Linked DNA regions of Mus musculus: regions 1, 2, 3, 4, 6 and 7 are each linked to region 5. Evidence: chromatin contacts called from public promoter capture Hi-C data. All regions are on one chromosome and are shown on one strand. Each heading gives the region's core, a stretch centred on a gene start, on an enhancer-like site or on the middle of the called end of the contact. The rest is flanking DNA. Distances are from core to core; before and after follow the strand shown. Region 1 holds the start of Rtcb (RNA 2',3'-cyclic phosphate and 5'-OH ligase). Region 2 holds the start of Prdm4 (PR domain containing 4). Region 3 holds the start of Timp3 (tissue inhibitor of metalloproteinase 3). Region 4 holds the start of Syn3 (synapsin III). Region 5 holds the start of Arl1 (ADP-ribosylation factor-like 1). Region 6 holds the start of Fbxo7 (F-box protein 7). Region 7 holds the start of Pwp1 (PWP1 homolog, endonuclein).

The links. Promoter capture Hi-C pulls out the DNA fragments that hold promoters and counts their contacts.
Region 1: a promoter capture Hi-C map of liver shows a contact between it and region 5, with 8 times the contacts expected there. The contact joins the promoter of Rtcb here to the promoter of Arl1 in region 5. A contact is called at or near these places in 4 of 39 promoter capture datasets (hippocampal neurons, liver and pre-B cells), 1 of 115 datasets of contacts at active chromatin or transcription factors (large pre-B cells) and 2 of 9 other capture datasets (adipose tissue and liver).
Region 2: a promoter capture Hi-C map of hippocampal neurons shows a contact between it and region 5, with 14 times the contacts expected there. The contact joins the promoter of Prdm4 here to the promoter of Arl1 in region 5. A contact is called at or near these places in 4 of 39 promoter capture datasets (the 3T3-L1 cell line, the C10 cell line, hippocampal neurons and 1 more), 1 of 115 datasets of contacts at active chromatin or transcription factors (embryonic forebrain) and 2 of 9 other capture datasets (adipose tissue and liver).
Region 3: a contact with region 5 is called in a promoter capture Hi-C map of liver, with 4 times the contacts expected there. The contact joins the promoter of Timp3 here to the promoter of Arl1 in region 5. A contact is called at or near these places in 1 of 39 promoter capture datasets (liver) and 1 of 115 datasets of contacts at active chromatin or transcription factors (astrocytes).
Region 4: a promoter capture Hi-C map of liver shows a contact between it and region 5, with 5 times the contacts expected there. The contact joins the promoter of Syn3 here to the promoter of Arl1 in region 5. A contact is called at or near these places in 2 of 39 promoter capture datasets (hippocampal neurons and liver) and 1 of 115 datasets of contacts at active chromatin or transcription factors (astrocytes).
Region 6: a contact with region 5 is called in a promoter capture Hi-C map of liver, with 7 times the contacts expected there. The contact joins the promoter of Fbxo7 here to the promoter of Arl1 in region 5. A contact is called at or near these places in 6 of 39 promoter capture datasets (the C10 cell line, hippocampal neurons, liver and 2 more) and 1 of 115 datasets of contacts at active chromatin or transcription factors (astrocytes).
Region 7: a promoter capture Hi-C map of hippocampal neurons shows a contact between it and region 5, with 9 times the contacts expected there. The contact joins the promoter of Pwp1 here to the promoter of Arl1 in region 5. A contact is called at or near these places in 6 of 39 promoter capture datasets (the 3T3-L1 cell line, the C10 cell line, hippocampal neurons and 2 more).

What each region holds. Positions count from the first base shown.
Region 1 is chr10:85,956,310-85,960,582 of GRCm38.p6, reverse strand. It overlaps Rtcb (RNA 2',3'-cyclic phosphate and 5'-OH ligase), which reads left to right and starts at 2,790. Exons shown (of 12, transcript NM_145422.4): 1 at 2,790-2,968. The coding sequence starts at 2,876. Bpifc (BPI fold containing family C) reads left to right here. Exons shown (of 16, transcript NM_177772.4): 16 at 42-892. The coding sequence ends at 164.
Region 2 is chr10:85,914,337-85,918,277 of GRCm38.p6, reverse strand. Prdm4 (PR domain containing 4) reads left to right here and starts at 1,292. Exons shown (of 12, transcript NM_001302886.1): 1 at 1,292-1,470; 2 at 1,549-1,754.
Region 3 is chr10:86,297,904-86,302,090 of GRCm38.p6, reverse strand. It overlaps Timp3 (tissue inhibitor of metalloproteinase 3), which reads right to left and starts at 1,679. Exons shown (of 5, transcript NM_011595.2): 1 at 1,117-1,679. The coding sequence starts at 1,237. All of the region lies in intron 6 of Syn3 (synapsin III), which reads left to right.
Region 4 is chr10:86,497,128-86,501,131 of GRCm38.p6, reverse strand. Syn3 (synapsin III) reads left to right here and starts at 2,236. Exons shown (of 14, transcript NM_013722.3): 1 at 2,236-2,342.
Region 5 is chr10:88,728,848-88,732,807 of GRCm38.p6, reverse strand. Arl1 (ADP-ribosylation factor-like 1) reads right to left here and starts at 1,394. Exons shown (of 6, transcript NM_025859.3): 1 at 1,244-1,394. The coding sequence starts at 1,247. Gm4925 (predicted gene 4925) reads left to right here and starts at 1,707. Exons shown (of 1, transcript NM_001037166.2): 1 at 1,707-3,267. The coding sequence starts at 2,092. The coding sequence ends at 2,490.
Region 6 is chr10:86,020,313-86,024,399 of GRCm38.p6, reverse strand. Fbxo7 (F-box protein 7) reads right to left here and starts at 2,471. Exons shown (of 9, transcript NM_153195.2): 1 at 2,256-2,471. The coding sequence starts at 2,377.
Region 7 is chr10:85,870,137-85,873,980 of GRCm38.p6, reverse strand. Pwp1 (PWP1 homolog, endonuclein) reads right to left here and starts at 2,150. Exons shown (of 15, transcript NM_133993.3): 1 at 1,967-2,150. The coding sequence starts at 2,038.

The sequences.
Region 1 (4,273 bases), core at 1,541-4,040, 2.8 Mb after region 5:
GGCCTTAATTTAAAATTGTCTTTATTCTGCCTTCCTCTCAGGGTTACCTTCTGGTTTCTAGTGACCTGGCATATGACACATCCTCAAAGCCACAGCCAAATCTGAACAGCTGGGGGGATCTGAACCTAGTACATAGACCATGGAGAGAACAGCCAACCCATTGATGGCCCGCTCACAATACACCCCAGGAAGTAAACAGCCTTCAGTCCCCCAGAAACCAGAAACCTGGAAGATGAAGACCGTGCATCCTGGATATTAAAGCCCTTGTGGAAAAGGTCTCCTTCTGGAGCCCTGAGAGACCTAGAGTAAGGTCGACAGTTAAAATGATGAACAGGAACAAGGTAGTGGGAGTGGGGTCTGTGTATGTGAGCATGTGTAAGCACATTGTGTGCCTGTGTTTAGCCTTTGTGGGAAAGAGTAAGGCATGTGGATCCGACCAGGTGGTAAGGTTGTAAGGAACTTGTCTGTATTTGCATTGGTAGGTGTGTGTGTGTGTGTGTATGTGTGTCTGTGTGTGCCTCTGTGTGTGGTGTGTATCTGTGTGTGTGTGTGTCTGTGTCTGTGTGTGTGTCTGTGTGTCTGTGTGTGTCTCTGTGTCTGTGTTTGTGTCTGTGTCTGTGTGTGTGCCTCTGTGTCTGTGTGCCTCTGTGTGTGTATGTATGTGTGTGTGTGTGTGTGTGCCTCTGTGTGTGTGTCTGTGTGTATCTGTGTGTGTGTGTGTGTGTAAGACTATGTCTGCTCTTTAGAGACTTTCTACTTTTATTGGACTTTATGTTTTATGTTTACTATTACTGTCCTGTGCTTAATTAAAATTGTTTTCTAACGATGTCAGAATCTATGTGTGAAAGCTCCTGTCCTGAATTTATTTTAATAAAATATGACAGAAAAATGGAAAAGACTTAATTTTTTTAAAACTTCGGCAAAGACTGAAGTTCTACAAACACCAATACTAAAAGGGAGCCGAGAGCCCCTTAAATCTTTCCTATGGTTGTCCTGTGTCATTTGTTTATGTTTGTGGATGTGTCCTTTCAGTGATTGGATGAAATGAGGGCTGGAGAGATGGCTCAGCAGTTTAGAACATTGACTGCTCTTCCAGAGGTCCTGAGTTCAATAACCAGCCACCACACGGTAGCTCACAACCATCTGTAATGGGATCTGAGGCCCTCTTCTGGTGTGTCTGAGGACAGCTACAGTGTACTCACATAAATAAAATAAATAAATCTTTTTTTAAAAAGATTGACTGAAATGGTAGTGCAGCTTATTAAACCTAGGCAGTTCACAGTTGACATTAGTGTCATTAATCAGCAGGGTGAGACTGGACAGGGGAGCAGGAGAGTGGGACAGCCAGGGTGGATATGTAAAAATGAACAGAAACCACACCCTTTGCTTAACTCCTTAGGTTACTGGGGGATAGAAGAGGGCTGTATAAGTACTTAACATCCTGGTCTAGTTACTCCTCCAGTTTCATGTCTGTGACCTTCAGAGCCACTATGAATAATTATGATCCCATTTCATAGAAGTGAAAACAGAGGAATGTATCACACAAAGGTGGTAATGGCATAGGCGGAACCTGAACCCAAGTCTTCCTGATTGCTATGGTGGTGTTTTTCACAGGGTAGGACTATCCTGCAAATCACTGCCAGCTTTCTTATCCCAAGAGCAAGAGTCAATTAAGTTTAAAGGTACAGACACAGGACACAGTCCAAACAAAGCTATGGAACACAGTGATCCCTGAAAGAGGGATTTATCCATCTTTGTAGGGAATTGCTGGCCAGAGCAGATTTCCTTCACAAGCATTTGTAGAAATAAATGATACAGTGTTGTGATATGCTTCTTTTGGATGCTCATTTTGTAATGGAGTGTTTGTTGTACATCTTCAATCTCATTCTGATACATTGCAAACGTCATTAGTATTTTATCTTGCTCAGCTGTTTCACTAATGTTCATGGGGCATGAACTCCAAACTGTATGTTCTATATAGCAGTTGACCTGATCCAGGGTGAAGAGGTTTCAGGAGCAGCTCAAAAACATTCTTAAAGCAGTATGTCTTCAATAGCAGCAGTCAGGAGACATTGGCAAGGGTATCTGTGAGAGTTCGAAGCCAACCCGGATACATAGGCTCACCAAGGCTAAGTATCGAGATCTTACTTTAAAAAAGGGGGGGGGGTGAAGGGAGGGAGGGAGAGAGAAAGGGGGAGGGGGGAAGAAAGGAAAAAGAGAGAGAAAGAAAGAAAGAAAGAAAGAAAGAAAGAAAGAGGGGAAGAAAGAAAGATAGAGGGAAAGAAAGAAAGAGGGGAAGAAAGAAAGAGGGGGAGAAAGAAAGAAAGAAAGAAAGAAAGAGGGAAAGAAAGAAAGAGGAAAAGAAAGAAAAGGAAAGAAAGAAAGAAAAAAGGAAGGAAGGAAGGAAGAAAGACAGACAGACAGACAGACAGAAAGAAAGAAAGAAAGAAAGAAAGAAAGAGGGAAAGAAAGAAAGAGGGGAAGAAAGAAAGAAAGAAAGAAAGAAAGAAAGAGGAAAAGAAAGGAAGAAGGAAAGAAAGGAAGGAAAGGAAGGAAGGAAGAAAGAAGAAAGAAAGAAAGAAAGAAAGAAAGAAAGGAAGAAAGGAAGGAAGAGAGAGAGAGAGAAAGAAAGAAAGAGGGAGAGAAAGAAAGAGGGGGGGGAAGTGCAAGTGAAGACTAGCGCTGTAATTCATTGTAACGAGATGATCAGGACTCGCGCGAAGAGTTTTGAGCCTCGGCGCTTGCCATCTTCCCTCCTGGAGCGGAGCTGGTCGCGCCTGCGCCCTGAGAGGCGGCGCTGCGTGGAGCGGGTGGACTGCGGGGTGGTTTCTCTTTCTAAGCGTAGCCAGGAGCTATCGCTGGCCTCGCCGCCACCATGAGTCGTAACTACAACGATGAGCTACAGTTCTTGGACAAGATCAATAAAAACTGCTGGAGGATCAAGAAGGGCTTTGTGCCCAACATGCAGGTGAGTTGGGGCAGCGGCCTTGGGAGCTGCAGGCCGCGACTCCGCCGCGAACCGGCGGCCTCCGCCCAGCGCAGGGCTGCGGGGTTCCAGGTCTCCCTCCTCTGCAGACTGCACGCGCCAGGTCCACACACACGAGGACAGACGGACGCAGCGTGGGGGCTCACGCGTGTTTTCCCCACGCACCATCAGACACGGTGTTCCTGGTCTTCCGAGATTTCTGTGGACTTTCCCAAGTTGGCACCGCCAGCCAGGAACTCTGTTTCTCTTGAGTCCTGATATTTAGTTAACGTTTACAGATGGCATTCTCCAAACTTAACTGGGTTTTAACGTAACGACAATCGGCATGATTCGAGCTTTTAATATGCTCTTGGCGGAGGACCCCCGAGTTGGTGGGTAACTTATCTGTACCCATCTAGGAAGACAACCCTGAATTCGTATCGAGTCCACTTCTCTCAGCCTGAATGATGTGTTTCAGCTGAAGGCTTGGGAGCCAGAGACCAGGATCTGAAACCCTGGGCCTGCTGTCGCCACCGCCGTGTGTACTCGAAAGTTCCGATAAACGTTGAGGAAGAAAACACTTGTGAGGTTTTGGCACATGTGTTAAGTGACACCGTCTCATAAATGCCATGAGAATGCAATAAAGATTTGCAGTCCTTTGTCTTAGTAAAAAGTTTCTGATAGGCTTCGCTTGGTGGCTCGGGCCTATAATCCCTGGAGGCTGGGAAATGGAAGATCCATTCAGGACTGGTTACACAGAGAAGCCTTGCACCACTTTGCAAGGTATACTAGGGAGAAAAAGTCCACAGCAGTGAAACAGTATTTTCCTTTGTTGTGTGGAAGAAGGGAAGGCTGGTTGGTAGAGTCTTGCTAATTTATTAAGTGACACATGAAAATTGTACATTATATCCGTGTGTGTGTGTGTGTGTATAATATATATACGCATATATTATATACATATATATTATACACACATACATATTATATATATATATATATATGATGCTTTTTATAATGCGTAAGTTATATAATAGCAAAATCATGATAGACATATCGCCTCAGAAATTTGTGAGCAGTTTTTCCGTTTTGAAGATCGTTGATTAGATTTTACGGGTTGGACATTTCCAGTTTAAACCCAGATCTAAAATGCTCTAAGATCCTTTTAGATTGTGACTGGAAGTTTTCCTCTTAAAAGACGCAACGTGGCAGCTTCATGCAGAATGAAGCACTTTGTGTGGTATAGACGTTCATGCAGAATGAAGCACTATGTGTGGTATAGACGTTCATGCAGAATGAAGCGCTATGTGT
Region 2 (3,941 bases), core at 43-2,542, 2.8 Mb after region 5:
ATTGGTAGTACTCGTGTGCACCACTATGCCCCACCTCTTACTTTTTAAATGCATTTTTACACATGACAAAACTCACCAATCTTTACTATTTGATCAATCTTTATAAACATATACAGGCATGTAACCATTATCCAAAATGGTCCCTCATGTCTGTCTTTCTATATAGGCAATTTCATCTCTTCACCTATCACTAACTTCCAACATCCATCAGAGCTGTTAGTAAAGTCTTGGCCTTTTCTAGAATTTTATACAGACTTCTAGTCTTTTGTTTCTGATGTTTTTTTGCTCAGTGTAGAAAGCTTCTAGAGGTCTACCTACATGCAAATAGCTTGTTACTTTTTATTGCTGCCTAGGGCTCCACAACGGTGATTCAGTGCAACTCTTTATTGGTTGATGACAGATCATTAACAAAGTTGCAAGGAACTTAGTACATATGTCTTTGTACATACATACATACATACACACATGTATATGTTTCTGTATTGGGTAAATACTTAGGTATGATTAGTGAATTGTGGGGTATGGGATATTGCCATAAATAGACTGACAAGGTGGCAAAGAGGGTAAGGCTCTTTAGTCCCTGGTACCCACATGTGGGAAAGAGAGTGTAAGTTGTTCTCTAACTTCTTTTACACATGCACATTTGCTTTCACATCCACCCACCCACTCATATGAATAAACATTATGTCAAAAGTTGGCTACCGAGCAGATGTTGTGGTTCCAATGATTATTCTAAGTAAGCACTGTGCCTGTCCGTGCAGAAGGGACGGGAAGGCAAAGAGAGAAGAAAAACACCTGCACAAATCCCAACATCATCTTTTATGATGTGGGAGCAGGGAAACTTCACACAGGGTAAAAGAGTTTCAGAATCGAAACCCGATTACTCCTGGGCCACACCGCCGTCTGGCCCAATCCTATATTTAAAAACGTTGTGTTATGTGGATTCATGCTTCCCTACTTGAGGCCATGCCATCTGGACAGAAAAGCAGAGTCTGGAGAACGTTGGAGTTCAGAACGCACCCCTAGCACGTGTATCAGTTCTGGTCTCCTAGCAACGGCGGAGCGATTATTCGGCCCTCGATTGGATCGGCACCCAGCTGAGCTGCAACACTCTGGGTGGAGCGTCTCTAAGCCCGCCCACTCCCGGGGCTCTGCGGTTCTCCACACGCAGAGAGGGGGCGGTGCGTATCCCCGGAAGAGCGGGTCGGAGCGCAGGCCGTAGGCAGGTAGCACGGACGCAGAGTGGCTGGGAAGCCGGAAACGGGCCCGGAGTGGCTGAGAAGCCGGAAAGGCGCCCCCGAGGGTGCGGCCCCGTGAAGGCGGCGGGCCTGACCGGGCGGGGCCGGGCGGGAAATGTTAGGAGAGCTGTAAACCGGGCGCGGGGTCCCGGGAGGCAGGAGCGTCCGGGCCGACGTTCGGCCCGATGACGAGCCAGGCGGCCGGGCCAGTGCTCCCCAGCGCGGGCCTCAGGTGGGCGACGCGGCGGGGCGGGCTCGAGCGGCCCGGGGCAGGGAAAGGCCACGGCTGATCGCTCTTCTCTTCTTCCAGGTCGGCCAGTCCGGCTGCCAGCGCTTCTGGGAAAACAGCCCCGGGCGCCGCCCAGCATGCCGGGCCCTCGCCGCGGAGCGCAGCCGCCGGCCCTCGGAGACGTCGGGCAGTGCGGGGAGGCGCGGCCACCGGCGGGATGTGGTAGCACGTGACACCGGCCCCATCGCGCACCTAGCAGCCGCCGGCCCCCTGCCCTGGACGTGCAGGTGAGCAGGGCAGGTCCCCAAGGCAGGGCCGAGGGAGCGGGGCGGACGCCGCCGGAGACTCAGTCTTTGTTTGGGTGCCTTCGGGCCACACGTGTGACGCGTAAATGGATTTGAGCACCTGAACCCAATAGAAATATCCAGAGTACTAGTTGGTTCCTGGGGTGATTGTTCTGAGTAGCCGTACATTGTTAGCTGCTTGGCACCTCTTTCCTGTCGTATTTTAGCTTTCGCTATTTTAATTTGGAATGTTACTGTAGTATCATAGTTCTTCACCTTTGGGGGTTTGCGGGTTACTGTAGCCAGGGATGGTGGAGTGCGGAGGTGAAGTTTTTAAATTGTGCAAGTCTCCTGAACTAGAAGGTACTGTGTTAGCGGAGTAGTAAAGACGGAGCAGTATTTAGCTGGGTTCCCCCCCCCCCCGCCCCCAAAAGCTTTTAAAAGGCTGTCAATATAGCGGGGAAGAGAAAACGTATTGACTGAAATTATTGGAGCTGGTTGATGCATTTTGTAAAGTGGCTGTATTCCTGTTAGTTTCTTAAATGTCATTTCCAGAAAACAGCGCGAGGTTTGCAACCAACAATTGATCAACTTCGGTCAGTTAGAAACATAAAAACAGCTAAGAATAATTGGCAGAAGACACAGTGACAAGACAGAAAGAACTCAGTATCCTTTAGGCCTTCTTAGGACGGTGATATGAGGTTGGTAGAATGGCTGTGCCTTGTTGAAGGGGAAGGTCCCTTGGGAGTCACTGTGTGCAGCATTCCTTCCTGGTGTCTTCTGTCTTTGAGTACTTGTGACCTTTGGTTTATGGCTGTTGAGGCCATCACGTTTTGGGGACTCACATCAAACAGAAATCTGCTGAGCCTCTGTTACTAAAGTCTTGTTTGAACGGGTGTGAGAAGGTCCAGAATTTCACACGAGTTATTATTGATGATGACATTGTATAGACGTTCAGGAGCTTTAAGAATAGGAGGTGAAGCCACACACTTAACTCTGCTCTAATAAGTTACTGTAATCTGTATGTTGTATTTAGGCCTTGTGGTTCCAGTGATGGTTGTATTTTAGGTATGGTTGCAGGTGGGAGAATTTAGAGAAGTCTGTTTTAAACTAGCTGGGGCCTAGAGACTTTGCTAAAGTAGCAGTGGCTTCTTTAGGTTACACAGAGTTTCCATTCTTCGTGAGAAGTAACATCCTTTTGTTGATCTTTGGTCCTTCAGATAGTGTACCTCATTTTCCATGTGGTTCTAGCTGTCTCTCTGGGTGATGAGTGGGCGTGGCTTGAACATTTTTTTGGATGTAGTTGATGTCCAAAAGCTAGTTTTATGATTACCATATAGATGGAGTGTAATTCTAGAAATAGGTCTGTGAAAAACTTTATACCCCACAGTTAAGCCAGGTTGTAATGTAAACAGGACTCGGAAAAAAAGCAAGAACAGTTTTGTTTGTAATTTGTTTCTAGGCTAAGAGAGTGGAAATCTTAAATTAGGTTTGACTTCAAAACTCAGCTGTACCCCTGACTAGTTAGGTGATTTTAAACTTGGTGTGTGTTGGGGGGGAGCAGGGGGGTTGGTGGTTTTTTTGTTTTAAACCTCAAAATCTAGGCTTTCTTATCGTTAAAAGGGGACTAAGGTACCATCCCAGGGCTGGGGAAATGGCCCAGTGAATAAAAGCAGCTATGTAGGGAGGCTGGCAATTCCAGTTCGATCGCTCACATAAAAAAGCTATATGCAGGAATGTGCATCTGTAATTCTAGCAGTCCTCTGGGAGATGGGAGTTGGATACAGGCGGTCACAGCAACAAGAGGGACCCCGCCTCACCAACGTGGAAGTTGAGAACTACCTCCTGACCACTAAATACATCCACAGCCCTTTCAACCCGTGTACATGTATGTTAATTAAAGAAGAATAACAAAGTCGATCAGCAGTGTGGTTGCTATGACAAAATCCATGACAAGAAGCCACCTAAGAGAAGACCGTTTACTTTGATGAAGCCCATCCTGGTGGGGGAGGCAGTCATGTGGCAGCCTATAATCTGGAAGCGGAGAGGAACGTGGGCATGGGTTTGCTTCCTCACTTTACCTAATACAGGATCCTACCCCATTGAATGTAGGTGGAATCACCCTCATAGACACACTCAGAAGCGTGTGCCTATGTGATTCCAAGTCCACTGTGGTTGAGAGTGTTGATT
Region 3 (4,187 bases), core at 430-2,929, 2.4 Mb after region 5:
TGACCTGACCACCAAAACCACCTCCCAGATTTCCCCCTAGGCCGACCCACCAGCAGTGCCTCTCCAACCTTGGTTTTCTTTCCTGCCAGGTCACCACCCCTCCCCCCGCCCCCCTCTCAACACAACACACTTGCAGAGTAGAATCCCTCACTCAAGACCCAGTGGAAATTTTCCATCTCCTTTATGACCATACTTAAAACACACACACTCCATTCTTTACTGACTCCACACTGGCTAAGGGCAGCCTCTTGTCCCACCCCTGCCCAGCAAACACACATTGGACCTGAGAGCTTTAAGGAGCTGGAGAAGAGAGTAGCCAGCTTCCACTTCCCCTGGAGCCCTCCAAACACTAATGTCCCCAACACTCCTCTGGATAGTGGGTTCTACTTCTTATCAAGTCCCTCTAATCAGCACAGTCTCTTTGAGACCATCACCACAAGCGATGAGACCTTTGGCAGCTTTGCTCTTTTGGTGACAAATCTGCTTTCTCCGATGATACTCACTCTCTCCCTCCTCACAAACATTCCGGGGGAAGAAAAAATATATCTTCCTGTGAATTTTCACAGCTCTATGATAAGTGATTCCCCCACAGTCACCTCAGGCCAGCTATCAACACTCTGATGCAGTTCTCCCAGGGAGGAGGGCAATCCCACAGTTTCCGCCCCCCCCCTCCCCGTTTTTTTTTCATCTCCCCCTCCCCCCTTTTCCAGCCACCCAAACTTGGCAGGCAAGAAGCTCCATTAGCACTTGCCGGGAGAGCCTGCAGCTAGGCTGAGTTTCTCAAGGAAAAGAATGAAGTTCAAGGGCGCGGGAGATAAGCAATCTTTGAAGCTAGGAGTTTTCTCTCTCGCAACTCCACCCGCACAGACTACAACTTGTAAAGTGTCGTCGAGGTCCCAGAACTTCAGTTAGCGTTCCAACTTTTCAGAATCTCTCACCCTCCTTCTCCAGCTCTTTTCCCTTCAAGGCAATGGGGAAATTTTTCTAGATATCAAGCAGGACCTCGTTCACGCTCGCCCGCCAGAGACCACTAGGCCACTGGTTGGGTTCCCTCTGCAGGGCATCTCCCCACACAGAGTCCCCGCCCAGGGAAACTGAGTCTTCCGGAGCACTTACCGATGTCGGAGTTGCAGAAGGCATCCTGGGGATGGCTGGGAGAGCATGTGCACGCTTCCGCGCCCCAGTGCCCAAGGCTCCAGCAGCTCAGGAGCACGACAAGCCCAAGCCAGGGAGTCATGGTAGCTGTTGTGGTCCGCTGCGGGGACTGCCGCTCTTTTCTTCAAAGTTGCCGAGCGCTAGCGCTGATGCTACAGTCCGAGCTCACTCGCTGGGTTTAACCGGGCACTGTGCACGGTGGGCAACGATGAGCTCCGGGGAAGTGCCTTCCAAGTAGCCCGGCGGGACAGGACTAAGTGGCCAAGGGTCGCTGGAACACGAGTCCGCGGAGCCAACGAGTGGCCTCCCGGAGAAGGATCGGGAAGCGGAGAAGCGGGAGAAGAAGATTCTTGGCGCTGGCGGCTGCCCGCTGCCCACTGTGAGCGAGAGTCCAGGGCTGCAGAGTGATATAGGGGCGCGAGGGGACCCAGCCCCTCGGGAGCTCGGGGTCCGCCCCCTCCGACCAATGGCAGCGCCGCATTACCTCATCGGCCCTCCAAAAAGGGGGCGGGGCCGGGGGGCGCGGGGCGACAGGGCGGAGCCGGCCCGGACCGTTCAGATCCTTATAGGGAATAATGCAGTTGTGGGCACGCGAGTGGGTGGGCTGGGCGCGTCCTGGGCCGGTGTGCGCTACAGCGGCGTCCCACGGCCCCTTCGCCCTACGCCCACCGCCTCTCTATGAGCCTTGGACCTAAACAAGGATTCAGTCCCAGCCACCCAGCCTTCCTGCATAATCTCTTCCAAGGGCCCCAGGTGGCCCGCACCCTGAAGTCCTTGATCACGCCTCCTGGAAAAAGTCAAGAAGGAAGCCTCAAAGAAATTTTCACCTTCTTATCTTTCCTAGAGAGAGCAGGGAGTAAGAGGAAACCGCTGGACATCAGCTTCCCTCACCTCCCACCCCCAACACACACACACACACACACACACACACACACACACACACACACACCTCTGCCTTTGTGGGATGGCTGTGGTAATTGCCATTGGGGGTAAATGGATCTGTGGAATTATTCAACAGACCCTGTTCTGGACGTCAAGCAAGCCCTTGCAACCAGGGCGATTGTGCTAGTATGATGAGGAAACTAGAATAGTTGGAGACCTAGGTTAGAATGACTAAGAGGGCGTTGTTTTCTGTGGGACAGTAAAAGATGTGACATCATGCCAGAAGAACATCAATCACAAAGGCCTGGGTCTTCTTTGAAGGAAAGAATATAGGGAAAGGGGGAGTATGATAGCTGGTCTCCCTGGTGGCAGACAGCAATCCTTCCTTCTGCAAGGAACATTTGAGGTAAAGCAATCAGTACGTGGAATAAAACCAGTTCTTAGAGAAAACCACCTATAGAGCAATATTGGTAACATTATTACCAACCCATTTTAAATAACATCTTAATTGGGGTGTGTGTGTGTGTGTGTGTGCTCATGCTGTTTTTTGAGACATAGTCTTACTATGTAGCCCAGGCTGACCTTGAACTCAAGATCTTCCTGAGTCAGGCTTCTGTTAGAGTTACAGATGTGCAGCGTCATACCTGGCCTATGCTCTCTTTTTAAAAGCAGGATTCCATACTCCATCTCGTTGTGTTCACATATTCCTTCTAGTTGGGGAAAGTGAGAACAGGTGTCCTGTGTACCTTCCAGCTGAAGAAGCAGGCCCAGAAAGGGATGCTCCCACCACACTCTCTAGCTGGCTCTTCTTACCAAAAGGGATGTACATCCCTGACTCAGCATCCCTTTGACCGATAGTACTCTTTTAGAGTAATCTCTCTCCCCTCTCTCCTACCTGGTTTTGAAGGAGACCTGTGTTTTAGCTGCAGAATGCTGTAAACTTGTAACAAATGAGGAAAATCCAAGGGACTCCCTTGGGTTATCCCCAAGAGAAGAAACTTTTATGGCAGAAGCAGAAGGCAACATGGTAACATTATTTCTGACTTAACTGCCCTTGTTGTGGTTGTTGTGTGTTGATGCTGTGGTTATTTTGAGACAGAGTATCATTAAGTAGTCCAGGATGACCTTGAACTCTCGATGCCCCTGCCTCAGCCTCCCAAATGCTTCCAAGAAGCCTCCACCCAAGTATTACAGCTATACAGAAGAGATCTTAGCTCCCACATCTTTCTGTCTTAGCCCCACTCAGCTCTGAAGCCCCTCCCCTCCTTAATTCTGTTTCAGGGTGCTCTGGCCTTCTCACTACTCTTCTAGCCCCGGCTCCAGGAATATAGTTATATGGTTTCCTTTCCTGACACGCTGAGGCCGAGTATCAGCTATTTGCAGCATTGCTTTTTTAGCCATAGGAAAGTCCCAAGAAACTTGAGTGTAGATAGTAGCCGGCAGTCAGTCACTTGAGGCCCGAGCCATGGGCACTAATGGGGCCACTCTGAGGAACTAGGTTGAATGAGGACATACTTGGTGGAATCTGAGAGATTCACTGAACCTTGCACCGTGCCAGTCATGTGGAAGACTTTAGAAGGGTTTACAGACAAATCCCTTTGGTTTAACATCTTACAGGCTAGAGGCCTCTCTTCTCTGCTTTCCTATTGCAAGACCATTTTGTCCAAAGTGCCCTTTGTTTTTCCTCCAAGAGAAAGCCTTTCTGGAATGCAAGACAATCGCCAGGCAGCTACTTTGCGCTACGTGTCACAGAGCAGATGTCCTAAGAGAGGACGTCTGAAGTGTGTCTTGTTCTGGGGGCTACTTCCTTAGCAAAGCCTGGGTGTCTTCTGATTATTTTCCATCCTGAAAGCTGCTGATTTGGATTTGTTTCTCCCTTGATTCTTCAGCACGGACTCACTCAGAATTTGAGGGCCTCAGGAGATACCTACAGCATTCTGGTCAGGAGTTTTCTCTTCTGCCTAAGCTGAACTGCTCGTCTCTGCTCACCTCTGCAAGGTCAGCGTAGTCATGATCCTAGGAACAAGATGACGGGGCTCCCTGAGTCCTCATGTAGGTCCTTCCAGCAGGTGTGCCTTGAAGCCACCCATCTGGACATTAGGTTGTTCACTGGGCTAATAGTGTGTAAGGATTGCTTCTGCTAGTCTATT
Region 4 (4,004 bases), core at 987-3,486, 2.2 Mb after region 5:
TTTTATGAAGTGATGAAGGAATGTGTACACCTGTTACCATGTAGACATTTGCCTTTACACAGAACCCTGTTCTAAACTGTTCATTTGCTATTGTTTGAGGCACTCTTTCTTTCCTGCATCCATCAAGGTCTTGGTACAAAACAACAGAAATGATCGGGTGACTAATGAAAGAAAGTGGATGAATGCAGAGATGAAGATTCACAAGGAAAAATGGTAGGGTGAGGTACAGGGTGGCCAGAAGGATGAAACTTGAGGAACAGGCAGAGATCATGGGAGCACTGGGTCTGGCCACTGTGATTCAGGACTGCATGGTCCAGTCTCTTTAGAATGCTGCCGCTGTCATTGTCACCCTGAGCAGCCTCCTGTACAATCTATCTTCTTCTTTTGTTACTATTGGTTGAGTGAGCATTCTGTCCTAAGGATTGGAGGTGAATGGCAGATGGGACAAACTGTGGAAGATTCTGTCCCGGGGAATAGTCAGGCTTTCACGCAGTGAAAATTAACCATCAAAAAGATGGAGAGATACAGGGAGTGGAGATATGGTTCAGTGGTTAAGAGTATGCACTGCCCTTGCAGGAGGCCTGAGTTCAGTTCTAAGCACCCAGGTGTAACCCCTGCTCCAGGCAGGTCCCTTTCTCTGATCTCTGCATCTCTACAGGAACCTGTACTCATGTTCACAAGCCTACATACACATAATTAAAAATAAGTAACTCATTTTTAAAATATATGGAAGTAAAAAATAAATGACATTTTCTAGAAAGCAATCCTTTAGCTGGTGCTCAGCTTGCTGCTGCTGATGGTTGAGAAGCAATGACTTGGCATCTTCTACCTCACAAGTCCTTGTACAACCTACAGGGCCAAACCCAGAGATTTATGAAATCATCTGCTGTTTCTCCGAATTTAAACCTTTCAGGTGAGAACAGTAGGGGCAAAGGGATTGCTTCTCCGGGGGCTGATTACTGTTTGTAGGCCTCTTTCATTATTCAAGGTTCATGCACAGAAATAAAAATGCTAAGTGGCACTGACCTCCAGGGCATGATGGAAGAATACCATTAATGGAAAAACCCTTGGTGATGTATACTGAGCACTGCTCAGCAAACACTGACCCTGCATTGAATCTGCACCTTTTCTTATATATAGTGCAATCAAACATAAGTACTCGTGCAGTAATTTGCCTGGCTTCTCTTCTAAACCTTTGTCCAACTCCTTCCTTCCTTAGAAACGGAAGGTTCTTTAGAATTCTTGTCCTGGCAAGAATTCCCCTTCCATTTTTCCAAGTACTTTTTCTGTGCACCTTTAACACCAGTGGTGTTTTTTTTTTAAATAACTACATTTATAGGTCTTTATATTGCAGCTAGAAATGGATGTGGTGTCACGTGTCTTTTAACTCAGCACTCAAGAGACAGAGGCAGGTGGACCTCTATGAGTTTGAGGCCAGCCTGGTCTACATAGTGAGTTCCAGGCCAGCCAGAACTACATAGAGAAACCCTGTCTCTAAAATCAAACCAAATACTGGAGGACAGAGAGCCTTAAAGGAGACCTGCTTTGAATTTCTGAGGGACCTTGAGGCATAGAAGTGACACATGAGACAGGGACCTGCCAAATATCCTCCCATTCTGTGCTGGTTAAGCTTTTCAATTGCCTTATTTTCCAATCTGTAATTTCTTTTAACCTTGTAGTCTTAATTCTCATCTCACAAATCTCCTCTATGGAGAGGCCTGGCATAGTCCCGACATCCCTTTTGTGTTCTCATTACACATCTCTATCAGTTTACAGCAAGCTGACATTATCTTTTGTTTGTGCACTTGTATGTAACCAACTCCTCCTCATGCCATCCCCAGCCAGGGTAAGAGCTTAGCTCCTTGTGCTTGTACTCCTATGACATTTGCTGACAGCTGACTCACTGGTCTCTCAGAAGCTCCTACTAAGGCCCAGGGAAGTCAGGTGACTTTCTCCAAGCTGGCTTCCTAGGATACTGAACTGCATTATTCACACTCCCTGAGGGGCATCTCAATCCTCCTGGGATGAAGAAAGATCGTCCACTTGGCCACTTGAGGCCAGCAACAGCAAAGCTTGCTTGCTCTAGCAACTTTCCCTACCTGGCTGGCGAGGGAAAGCCTAGAGACTGAGAAAGGAGGGGCTTGAGGGGCGGGCCTGGATGCAGGGCCCCTGTTGGCCCAGCCAATGGGCTCTCCGGCGTAGGGAGACCAGTCTGCCCAGAGGAGGCGCTCACGTACTGTGCAGGGCAGAGGCAGAGCGCGCAAGCTGCAGCGCTCCCGCAGATCCTGTAATTGGCGGCGCCAGTCCGAGGTACACACGGGCCACCGTAGCTGGCACTGTCGGTAAGCCAAGGCAAAGTGGAGTAGGTGGGTTTTCTGGCCTTAGGGAGCACTCACCCCGAATCCGAGCTGTTGGTGCGTCCTCGGGCAGTGCTACTTCCCCATAAGCTCTCTCTTTTGTTAGCCGAATGTTGATGCTGCATGTTGGTGGGGTGCAGGTGCTCCGTGAGCCCGGAGTGCCACCCTCCGGTCCCAGGCTGCTGCTGCCGGTCCCTAGCACTGGTCCCTGTAGAGTACCGGAACCCTGGGGCCCTCAAAGCTATGACTACTGAGGTATTCAACCCAACATCCAGACCTGTCCCGGAAAAGAGCTTCCTCTGGGAAGCTGAGACCACAACAGATACTGGTGCTCTGCACTGGATCCCAGCACCTGCTCTAGGCAGGTCCCTCAGGACCTGTTGCCTTGGGTCTGGGGCTCAGATCTGTTGCGCAGTCTTCTATTTCCAGCTATCCTGAGACGAAGGAAAAAACCTTGGAGGGTTTTCCTGGCCAGGCTAAGACTAACACTGCTGGAGCGCCCTGGTTATTTATTCATGACTTACTTGGCTGTAAGCCAGACACTATGCTCTCAGCTCTAGCGGCCTTAAAGGAATCTCAGGAGTTGCTGGGGCCTACCAGGGATGATAGGATAGGAGGGATTGCAGTGTGGTGTAGTGCAGACAGCAAGAGGTGGGTGGGTCGTGATGCAGCCTGGAAGACACACAGAGACTGGAGAGTTTGCCAGCCTGAGAGCTGTGGAATCAGAGGCATCAGGGACAGGAAGAATTTCAGGTAGATTTTCCCATGTGCAGACGAAAGAAGTGAAGAACTCAGAATCTCAGCTAATCAAACAGCAGATTGCACAGTAGAACCAGGACTTGCAGATGGGACCTAAACTGCAAGGTAGAAGGGGCTAGCCAAAAATGTACACAATCTAGAGATGCATGCAGCCTGACAAGTTTATCCTAGGACACGGGAGGCTGGGAAAGAATTCCAGCTGATCCCACAGCCACTCTGCTAGCTCTGTGGACAGTGACTGGAGCTGGCATCTTCAAGCTAGTAAGTTGTGAAAAGCTGGTTTTCAGGCAACGTGGCTGCAAATACTCTGGCCCCTTAAGGCTGACTATCTGACAGGGGCTCTGTAACCCTAGCTTCTGGGCATGAATTCAGGCAGGGAGATGCTGTCATGTGATGCTTGCTCCTGTCATTGTATTGGAAGCTGTGGCCTCTATCTTGTCATCGGGGATAGCCCTTGGGGAGTTGGATAGAGCATCTGTGCTCACTTTCTGATGCCTGGTCCCTGTGTGAGAACTTCTGCCTTACCTGGGCTTACCTTTCTATCTTCCAGGGCCAAGGGGCTGCTGTTTGGGTTGCCATATAGAGACTGGTATAGCGGCAATAAAAAAGGCTCCTAGGAAGTGAGACCAGAAAGCCACTTCATCTATTTGCCTTAAAGACATTTTTGACCTTGTGGGTCTCTCTCTCTCTCTCTCTCTCTCTCTCTCTCTCTCTCTCTCTCTGTGTGTGTGTGTGTGTGTGTGTGTGTGTGTGTGTGTGTGAGGAGATTATTTTACCTAGTTGTCATAAGCAAGGTTCCTTGTTTAAAAGGTCAGAGATGCTAAGCTAGTCACTTTTAAATTGTTAATTTGCCTTAACCTAGAATGCCCAAGGAATAACATCTCGATG
Region 5 (3,960 bases), core at 145-2,644:
GAGATGTAAAAGCATTTGTGGCACAAATACTTTGCCTTCAAAAGTCACTAAAGGGAGGAAAAAAAAAAAAAGATTCACAATAGAAAGTGAGAAAACGGAAACGTGGGGGATATGAAGAATATGCTCAACATATAATATACACGGATACACACACAATTTTAAAAATAAAAGGCAAGGCCTTTTGGCTAGTGGTCCAATAGGAGGCTAAACCAATAGCAGTGAGTCTGAGGCCACCTTTGGCTGCAGAGTGAGTTGCGTTCAAGACTTGACAACTTAGTGAGATCCTATCTCAAAGTTTTAAAAGGGCTGGGGCTATACAGCTCAGCAGAAGGGCGTTGCCTAGCATACTAAGGGTTGACTTCCAACAGCGCTCCCTTGTAGGCATACAAACGCACACGCACACGGAAAGGAGAGGAGAGGAGAGGAGAGGAGGAAGAAAGGAAGAGATATTACACTTTGCTATTTGAGGGGAATGGCAGAATTAAAGCTGCCCACTCTAGAAAAGCGAACACGGAGCAAGCTGTATACAGAAAGAATGGGTGTGACCTGACAAAGTCCTTTTGCCCGTTTAGACGTCTAGATTTGGAAAAACAACGCCGAAAGGTTACAGAGAACCGAACGGAACTATAATGCACCGGATCCACACACTTCTGAGAAAACTGAGTAAATACTGACAGAAACCGAAGATTTTGCAACTCCTAGAAGCTCCACCTGTACCGGAGCATCACCACCGTCGGGTGCGCTCGGACGTCTACCGTAGTTCCCTCACCTGGAGAAGTGCGAATCAGCGAAGCGACATGAACATCTCACTCCCTGTCCCACCGGACTTCACAATCCACCTAACTCCATCCACCATATCTACGGACAGCTAACTACAGCGGGCGAGCAGACAGGAGCAGCGCAAGGATCAACAAACAACACCGGTCCTCGGGTTTCTCAGAAGTGACGCAGTCCCAACACCCACCCCGATGCCACCAAGCTTCCACGAAGGATCAGACACCTCGGTGAACCTTCAGCTGCCTGGCTGCCAGGCACCCGACGCCCCGTTCCGCCTACCCAACCGAGATGGGGGATGCAGGATGAGGGGAAAAGGCCGGGCTGGGATCAGTCCGGACCCCGCGGGTGCAAAGGACCGAGCCGGGAGGCGGAATCTCCCTGCAGGTGAAGAGCCAAGGTAGCGAAGAGCTGCCCCGCGGCCCGGCCGGTCCCCTCGGTCGCCTGACGCCCTTCCCACGCTCCTCACCCATGATGAACCGCCGCCGCGCCCTCGCCGATCCTCAGAGACAGGCCGGGACTCGGCAGCGACTCCTAGTTGAGCCTGGGCGCCGCCACCTCCGCTACTCCCGGACTCCGGTTCCGAAGCGGACTCCTCCAAGCCTGGTCGGCCAGCAACTTCCACGTCGTCCACCCAGCGGGGGCGGGAGCCGGGGCGAAAGGCCACTGCGACTGCGCGCTGGACACGGAGGTCTGGGCGTCCGCGTCGGCGCTTTCGATGCAACTCCCAGGCGCTCTGAGCGTAGCAGAAATGAACGCCACAACTATAACAAAAAAAAATTTAAGACAAAAGTGTTTCCTGATTCCACTTTTCTGGACAATAAGGCCTTCTCAAATATTAAAATGAGACTTTTTCGTGTTAAATTCTGATATCATAAAGTGGCGAATCGGCCAACGGAAAATAAAAGCTCGATAAAGCGAAGGCACAGAATGCTGGCGCTGGTTGCAGCGTCCCGGTGGTTGCACATCTGCGGAGGCGGTCCACTTTCCTCTAAATGCATTCCCGCAGGAGGAGCCAGGGTTACGTAATAATAACGAGAAAGCTCACCCGCAGTCACTGCATACCACCAACACGGGGCACCCTCGTACCCGAGGTGTCTAATTTTTGATCTCTGGGTGGCCACCTGACCGACCACCCTTCCGCCTCCGCAGAACTGGGAACTTCTTGCCTCCTGCAACTTGAGTTGGAAGTTAGGTAGTTTTCGATAGTGAAAGGGTTTGGTGTTTCTTAAAATTCTTAGAAACGCGTCTTGCTTCTGCGCAGCCTCTCAGAGGCTCGAGGCGCGCTCCAGGTCGGATCCACCTGTAACCCACGCCATGGCTAAGGAAGGCACTGCTGCTGGAGTTGTCATGGACGTCAATACGGCTTTGCAAGAGGTGCTGAAGACCGCCCTGGTCCACGATGGCCTAGCGCGAGGAATTCACGAAGCTGCCAAAGCCTTAGGCAAGCGCCAAGCCCATCTCTGTGTGCTTGCATCCAATTGTGATAAACCTATGTACATCAAGTTGGTGGAAACCCTCTGTGCTGAGCACCAGATCAACCTAATTAAGGTTGATGACAACAAGAAGCTGGGGGAATGGGTAGGCCTCTGCAAAATTGATCGAAAGGGGAAACCTCGGAAAGTGATAGGTTGCAGCTGTGTGGTGGTTAAGGACTTTGGCCAAGAATCTCAGGCGAAAGATGTCATTGAAGAGTACTTCAAATGCAGAAAATGAACAAAAAAATTGGCTTATTTTCTGTTAAGTTTCTCAAAACAGAAAAGTACAATTATCTCAAGCTCTTGAGTTTTCGCCGGAAATAATAATAGCCCTTTTTTAGGAAGTTTTCTTCCACATGGAAACATTGCATTATTATGTTCTGGTTTATAATGAAAATGGTCATCTTTTTGGAAATTTACAAACTGCCTAAGATTTAGTCTAGCATTATTGGGGCTTTTTTTTTTTTTTTTCTCGAGACAGGGTTTCTCTGTGTAGCCCTGGCTGCCCTACAACTCACTTTGTAGACCAGGCTGGCCTCGAACTCAGAAATCCACCTGCCTCTGCCTCCCGAGTGCTGGGATTGAAGGCGTGCAACACCACCTCCCGGCCTGCATTACTAGGGTTTAATTGACAAAATATTATATGTATGTTGCACAGTGTGAGATAGATATATAGGTATATATAGATATATATACACACACACATACATACATATGCATGAGAGAGAAATGATTACCGTGAAAATAGGCAAACCCTCATATTCCCTTTTCCTGTAGGTTGAGTACACTGAAGATCTATTTGGCAATTATCAAATAGGCAGTGTATTGTTATTAAATATGGTCATCATGCTGTGACTATACATCTAAGGGACTTGTTCATCCTGTTGGAAAAGAATCTGTACCATCTTACTGATGTATCTGCATCCCTGCTCCATCCCCTGACAGTCACCATTGCGCTCTCGGCTTCGGAGTTGTCTCCATAGACTCTACTTATGAATTAAACCTTCCAACGCCCTCGTAGGTGGAAATGTGTGATTTTTGTACTAAGCTTATTTCATTTAGCAGGATGACTTCTACATTCATTTTATACGTGAGATTATTTCCTTTTTAAGGCTGGCTAGTTATTGTTAAGCATGTGCATTTGTACATTCGCATCATATTTTCCACATTAATAAGCTTATTCAGGTTGATTTTATACCTTCTTATGTAGATTTATTTTTTATAGTTCTTGAGTGTCTGTGTGCCCATGGCATGCATGTAAGTATGTACACATGAGGACCGATGCTCTCAGAAGCCAGCAACATCTGGAGCTGTCCAGAGCTGGAGTTATAGACAATTGTGAACCCCGTGTTTGTGGGTGCTGCAATCTAAGTCAGGGTCTTCTGCAAGAATAGTCATTATTAGCTGATGGGCCACCTCTTTAGCCCCCACTGATGCTTTGTATCGACAGTCATGATTCATACTGCGTTAAACATAGGTGCACATTGCATTCTGACATGCTGATTTCATTATCTTAAGATGAATACCACAAAGTAGATGCTACAGTGTTTATTTTGCTTTTTAAGGAACCTCCATTTGGTTTTCCATAATGGCTATAATAGCTTACATTCATACCAAGAGTCTCTGTTTTGTTTTTTACTTAAATTTACTACACAGATGTTGAATTATTTCAGCACTTTCATCTTCACCCAAAGCCCTGAATTCACGG
Region 6 (4,087 bases), core at 1,222-3,721, 2.7 Mb after region 5:
ATGAGCATAGTAAGAGCTACCTACCAATATTCCAAATAATACATTTGGAATACATTAAAGTACATGCTATGTTCCCAAAAGCTCTATATAATATTTTAAAAAGAAAGAAAGAAAGAAAAAGCAGGAGACAAAATTACTTGTTCTCATCAAAAGCCTGGGTCATAGACTTGTAACTGGAGCTTTAGTAGGCAGGGAGGCGAATCAGTAACCTACACTTCACCAATTCTAAAGCACAGACTTTGCAGTACTCATCATCTCTGACCATGAGGAGCTTCTTAAACTTAACACATCAACCAGTTTAACCCACAGCTTTGCTTCCAGCTTTCCATCGTGCTGGGGCTTCAAACTCCAGTGTCAGGCTGGTGCATCAAACGCCTCAGCCAACCCGCCAACCCCCAACCCCATTCATTTTTCTTAAGACACATCCATTAAAGAGACATTACTGGAGTTAAAACTATTCCTACTCCTCAGGAAATAAGATGCTCTGATGCTTGCAAAATGTTCTGGTCAACAACAAGCTGAAAACCTGCCAGGGGCCCAGGGACACACCATGTCAACCTTGGCAGAAAGGGGACTCCCCAAGCAAACAATTCGTTCTGTAGATGGGATAAGGAGCGGTCTGTTTAACAGAAATGCCAGTTTTCCCTCCCACTTTTCTGAAGTGTTTTCCAAGGCCCTATTTTCTGTCATTTTGGGGGGTCAGGTGATTTTACCAAAAATAATACAATTCCAGAAGCTTGCATATATACATATATGCAATCTTTGATCTGCTTACTAGAAAATACTCTTTAAGAATAACAAATGTGTCACATGAACACATTTTAAAGCTTCTCTTCTGTTCCCTAAATGAACAAAATTTCAGAGAAATGAGTTTACTTTCACAAGCTGAGGCTTAAATTCCATCCACCTAACCAACTGCAACTGTGAAAACAGCATGCAAGAGAAACAGAGCTCTTGGGTTTCCAACCCTTTCAAAACTGCCCTGCTTAACTGAGAAGTAAGACTACTTGTAAATACCTTAAAAATTGAATTCTCAAAGTGTGAGGAGAGATAACTGTTATCAACATTGAAAACACTTGGTTTTACACCAATAAGTAACATGTGGGTAGGTCACCATTATATGGAAATATATATTATATATAATACAGCAACATATTTTCTTTTAATATGAAAAAATGCTCTTTTTTTAATGGTTTGGCTAACATTATTATCTTATTAGACAGGGTCTCACAATGTAACACTGGCTGGTCTGGAACTTGCTATGTAGACCAGGCTGACCTTGAACCCTGCCTCTTCCTCCAGAGCGCTAGAATAAAGGTGTAGCTCAGGCTCACTTAATGGGGGGATGGGAGCAGGGAGGAAGGGTGAAAAAATCTATTCAGGGTCTCACTTTGCTTAACTCCCTACAAATAAAGTGAAAAGGCTTATTTAAAATGCCAATTAATGGGAAACGTTTTTCTTTGAAAATTTTTCCCTTTAGAAGCCCCAGAGCCCATCTTTTTAATTTTTTTTTTCTTCACTAGTTCAAATTTCTAGCTCAGCACTTGAAGTGGGTCGTCCATACAGTTATCTCTCTATGTCCTGAAACTATCTTCTGCAGAAACACAGACGCTTCATCTGCAAAAATTAGTAATAGAACCCCATAAATTAGTAATAGAACCTAATCCTTTTTCAACTTGCCATGAAACTGTAAGCTCTCTAGGGTCATGCCTCTATTCGTGAAAAAAAAGCAACATTCTCACCCAGAGAATGCCCGCTGACAGGCGTACTTCCTGAACCCTTACAGTGAGAAAGTGAGAAAGTTACAGTTAGGTGCAGTCTGCCACTTGCACGCTCAGCTGTTTTTAAAGTTACTGTAGCCTTGGGCAGTGGCACAAATTACAGTGACCTAAGGTGTCAAGACTTTTGTCACCTTGAGCACGATGCTTTTCCGATTTAACCACTGAACTATCCCAACCGCAGAGGTAAACTCAAGTTAACACCGGGAGATTTAACGCAAGCCAAGCTTCCCGAGTTCCCTTCCCGCCCTCGGGGCCGCAGCGACCGAAACCCCGGAAGTGACTACTCACCGGGGAGGACAGCGGCACCCGGGGGAGGCTGGGCCATGGTCTCTCGGAGCCGGACCCCGGCCAGCACCCAGCTGCCGAGCGTCACAGTCACAGGCGCCCAGTGCAGCTACACCCGGGAGGCCCGGGCCTCACGTGACCGCTCGAAGCGCGCCATCCCCCGAGCCCCACGACAGCGACGCGGCTCACCTGAACCCCAACGTGGGCAGCAGGACCTGGCTGAGGTGCGCGCGCAGCTGCCCGAGCGTTGGCTCCGACTCCGGCACCTCGAGCGGCTGGGTCCGCTTCTGAAGCCGCACGCGCAGCTTCATGGCGAGAGTCGGACCGCAAGCTTCGGTCGGCCCCGGGAAGAAACCGAAAGCAAGGAGCTCCGGGCCTGCGCTCCCGAGGAATCCCCAGCGCTCGCCGCTCGGTCGACTACGCCCCCTAGAGCCTTCCGCTCGAGCGGAGGGCCGAGCGCCTGCGCTTCCCTATCGCTGGCTCGGCGCGCGACATCGCCACCTGGAGGCGAGGCGCGCACGGCGCAGGCGCTGGGTTTGCTTGGGCGCACTTGAGTCTCTACGCTTCTGCTTCTGCTTCTGCTGGGGTGAGCGAGTTTGTTCCTTCCCTCCCAGCAAGCAGGATCTTTAGCTCTGGAAGGAATGCTGCCAACAGTGTGGAGACATGACAGACGGCCCTAACCTGATGTCACTGGTTTCCGTGCCCAGAAATGAACTGCTCTATCCCTGTCATTAGAGTGCTCAGACCTGCCTGAGAAATAATGTACACAGGTCCCCTGTGATGACTAAAGAAAGTTAATGTGGAGCCAGGGATCCCTTAAGGGCTGTTGGATGCCTGGGAGGTACTAGAGACCTGCAGGTGAGATAAGAATAGGATAATGGCTGTGAGGATAGTAACTGCTGCCTTTGCTTCTTTAAAACTCACTATCGCTATGGGAAAGGGATGAAATGATCTTTTAATTACTATATAGCGGGAAGGTGAGAAACAACTGAGGAAAGTAAAACAGTTTTCCTGCCCAGCTTGTATTTCGTGGTAAGTTGTAATATACACCTTTCTGATGTCCAATTTAAAACCCCATCTTATCCTTAGTCCCCCTTCCCTATGGAATGCTGTTTGGGCTCTAAAGCTGCCTTCCTTCTGCTAGCAGTAAGCATAAACTCATTTTAATATAAATTTGAATTGAGCCTAAGTCTTTGGTTTCTCCCAATGGATTTGAAGGCCACAACAGTATAGCTCTTCACTTCTCACGATAAATCTTGATAAACCAGACTGCCTCCATCTCAGGCGTAAAAGCCATCTTATAGTAAAGACAAACTAGGTTTCTCAAGGATTGGGCTATGTCCCACCTGTAACCTTAGCTACAAATGGCTCTGTACTGCCCCATGCCTTTATTTTAAAAGGTTATTATGGTGACCCTGTTGTAACCACCTTGCAACCATGTCTTTGTTTCAAGAGGCTGTTATGACCAACTTGGTATGCTTATGTTCTGCTTCGGTAATACATGCCTATTTGCCTGCCAAATCCTCATCTGGAAACCCCCTACTCCTGAACTATTACAATCTTACCTTACCTATGTCCAGCCCATGTATACATACCAAGAAAAGCTTGATTAATTAATTTGGCCATGATGGTTTGGGGTTGATGGTCTTTCTCCTCGAATCTGTGGGACTGATTTTTTTTTTTCCTGTGGGATTAACAGCATTTACTTCCTTTCTTCCTTGGCGCTGCCCTTAGGAACTTGAAGCTGAAGCCAACTCCTTTAGCCCCTTCATGTTACCACAAAATTTAAAGCAGCTTTTAGTTGTTACACAGTGTCTTAGTAAAATCTTTTGCTGCATATCAATTGTCCTCCAAAGCTTACTAACCCACATCAATAAACATTTGTCGACCCACAAATTCTGTAGATTGGGAACTTGGGTACAGGGTGGTTAGGTAATTCTGTCTCAGGGTCTCTTGCCAGAGCTGCCTGAAGACTTGACTACACATATCATCAAACGATTGGCCCCAGTTTTTCACAGATT
Region 7 (3,844 bases), core at 901-3,400, 2.9 Mb after region 5:
CATGTTTCTTCCAACTATCTCAGACTCCAAGGGCACCTCCCTCTCTGGCTATCAAACCATAGAACATCCGTCCTCTGCCTTTTTTCCCCTAGCATCACTGCCCAATGTAAATGGATTCTTTCTGGGAACTAATAACCCCCATCTTCCTCCACCCATTCCAACCTTGAATTCCAGCTCTATTTTCCCCACTTCCAGTAACATTTCCCATTTGGCTATCTTTTGTTCTAATGAAGTTCAAAACTAAGGCCACTCTCTTCAAAACTGGCATTCCCTCACCTAAATAGTGAGTCAGTACCTTTAAGGCACATAACAAGAAGGCAGTGGGGGTGGGGGGTGGGGTGGAACACATGCCTTTAATCCCAGGGGAGGCAGAGGCAGGCGGATCTCTCTGAGTTCAAGGCTACCTGGTCTACAGAGTGAGTTACAGAACAGCTACACAGAAAAAACCCTGTCTGGAGAAAAGACCAGACCAGACCAGACCAGACCTAACACTTCTGTATTAAGCTTGTAAAGGCCAACACTAGTTGGGTATTGTTTATTTACTTAAGCCCGCAGTGTGGGTTGGCCATAATGGCAACACTCCACATGAAGGTAAATCAACGGCTCAGTTTCTACTAAAGAGCCTCCAGATCTTCAGTGGCTCACACCTATAACTCTAGTATTTAGGAGGCTGACACGGGAGGATTGCCATAAGTCTGAGGCCACAGCGGGCTACAGAGTGAGACCTGGTCTCCAAAACAACAACAAAAAACGTTGAGATAACAAGAATCTCCCTGAGAATGACATTCAATTCTGCCTGAGAAAGATCCAGAAATTAAAGACTGAAAAACTCCGGGGAAGGCCGGAGGTCAGTCGGTAAAGCTTTTGTTGAGCAAGCATGTGGATCTAAGTTCCATCCCAGAAGCCACTCAAAAGCTGGGTGTAGTGTAGGGGACACCTGTAATCCCAGCACTAGGGACTACAGAGACGAGAATTTCTGGTGCCTTGGCCAGCCACTCTATCTCGATTGACTAACGCTGGGTTCAATCAGACAGCGCACACATACACAAACACATGAACATGGGCATACATACATACACATACACACACACAAAGGTATTTGTATTGCTTGGGGTTGGGGCATGACAACTAGGGATTTTTAAGACTCTCTTAATACTTCGAAAGCTGTGTATGGCCCTTTTAAAATGAAAACAATTTTCTTTTGGAGAATTTTTAATAAGGCAAGTGTTGTCCCTATCCTATAAATATACACTGCTTGCTTGCTGTTGGCAAAACACCAGAGAAAACAGTGACTAAACACTACCTGCACTCTGGTAGAATTTACACCTATAAGGAGTATTTCCATCCCTCACCGCATGTAAATTCATGTCGAGGCCACTCCCACGTCTATCACATATCGAGTTGTCACTACTCAGACAATTACACCCATAGCAACCCCTTCACTTCTTTTAGGACACTTACAACCCCTGACATCCCGAAAGTCAAGAACAGGGCTTTGCCCTATATCGCTCCAACATATCCCGGAACTCCAGGCTCCGCTTGGCTTGCAGAAAACACTGTGTAATGAACAAAACCGCCTGAGTAACCGGCTTCCTTTGCCACGGTCTCCAGCTTTTGTACAACTTCCTTCATACTGTGTTACACTGACACCTTGTTCTCTCTGCCCCATAACGTTTTATCCGGATCACCGTAAGAAACTCGTAACAAGCAAACACCCCCGCCCCTTCCCAGTGCACAAAAAGTCCACGTGTTCGTGCATCTCAGGGATGGGATCGGGGTTCCCGCTCCGGGCAGGGAAGGGGCGCGCGGTCTCTGCTCGCCCGGGTCACCGGAGCCACACCTCACATGGCTACAGTCCCGGCCAACCTGGCAGGTCCCATCGCGTGGCTCCTGCTGGGCGCGTGCTGCCCCAGACGGGGCCGAGCCCACGGCCATGCCGTGGCATCTCCCCATACACAGGCCTCACCTTGTCTGGAGTCTCTTTGGCCACGCCGCGGCGGACCCAGGCCACGCAGGTCACTTGGCGGCTGCGGTTCATGATCTTCGGTTTGAACCCGGCGCAGGTTGGAGCCCTGGGAGCTGGGAGACACTACTCTTGAGCTCCGCGGAGGGGAACAACGCGCAGGCGCGGGCGCTCGCTGACGTCACTCGCAGGCGCCAAGGGGAAGGGGAGGGGAATTTGCATGAGATGGGCGGGGCCGTATGCAAATCTACGACTGCTTCCTGTGGAGTTTCTATCTCCTTCCTCCTATTCTTCCATAAGAGTTCCCAAGCTCCATCCACTGTTTGGCTGTGTCTGTATCTGTCTGAATCAGCTACTGGGGGGAGCCTCTCAGAGAACAATATGCTTCTGTCTGCAAGCATAGCAGAGTTTCATTAATAGTGTTAGGGATTGGTGCTTGCCCACTGGACGGGTCTCAAGTTGAAATGGTTATTGGTTGGCCATTCACTCAGTCTCTGCTCCCTCCCCTATGCCAGCATTTCTTGTAGACAGGATAAATTTTGAGTTGAAAGTTTTGTGGGTGGGTTGGTGTCTCTATTGGAGTTCCATTCTGGATACAGGAGATGGCCTCTTCAGGTTCCACATCCCCAATGAGAGTCACAGCTAAGGTCACCCCCCACTGATTCTTGGGAGCCTCCCTTATCCCAGGCCTTTGTCTCGTCCTGGAGATGCAGGTTTCCCCCCACTTTGCAGATTTCCATTCATTTTCATGGCCATATAGCTATCTCTCCTGTTCTTCTCCATGCCTGATCCTGAATCCCCCATTTCCCCTCTCTCCCAGTTCCCTCCCTCCATCAGCCTCTTATGACTATTTTATTCCCTCTTCTAAGTGAGATTCAAGCTTCCTTGATTGAGTCTTCCTTCTTGTTTAGTTTCTTTGGTTCTGTGAAGTGGACCATGGTACCTGTATTTTATGGACAATATCCACTTATCACTGAGTACACACCATGCATGCCCTTTTGGGACTGGGTTATCTCACTCAGGATGATATTCTCAAGTTCCATCTATTTGCCTGCAAAGTTCATGATGCCTTAGGTTTTAATAGTTGAATAGTATTCCATTGTGTAGATGTACCATGCCTTTATCCATTCTTCAGGTGAGGGATATCTAGGTTGTTTCCTGTTTCTGGCTATTACAAATAAAACTGTTATGAACATTGATGAACAAGCATCTTTGTGGGATGATGGAACATCTCTTGAGTACATGCCCAGAAGTGGTATGGCTGGGTCTTGAGTTTTCTGAGAAACTGCCAAGTTGATTTCCAAAGTGATTGTATAAGTTTGTACTCCCACCAGCAATAAAGACTGCTCCCCTTGCTCCACATCCTCACCAGCATATGCTATCTCATGAGTTTTTTTTTTTTATCTTAGACATTCTGATGGATGTAAGGTGGAACCTTAGAGTTGTTTTGATTTGCATTTCCCTGATGATTAAGGACTTTGAACATTTCTTGAAGTGCTTCCCTGCCATTTGAGATTCCTCTGAGAATTCTCTGTTTAGCTCTGTACGCCATTTTTTAATTGGGTTATTTGGATTGCTGGTGTCTGCCTTCTTGAGTTCTTTGCAAATTTTGGATACTAGCCCTTTGTCAGATGTATGGTTGGTGAAGATCCTTTCCCAATTTGTCCTAATAACAATGTCCTTTGCCTTACAGAAGCTTTGTAGTTTCATGAGGTCCCATTTATCCATTCTTGATCTTAGAATCTGAGCCATTAGCATTCTGTCCAGGAAATTGTCTCCTATACCAATGTGTTCAAGGGTATTTCTCACTCTCTTCTATGAGACTTCTTAGTGTATCCGATTTTATGTTGAGATGCTCTTTCAAGATCCCTAAAAAATGGT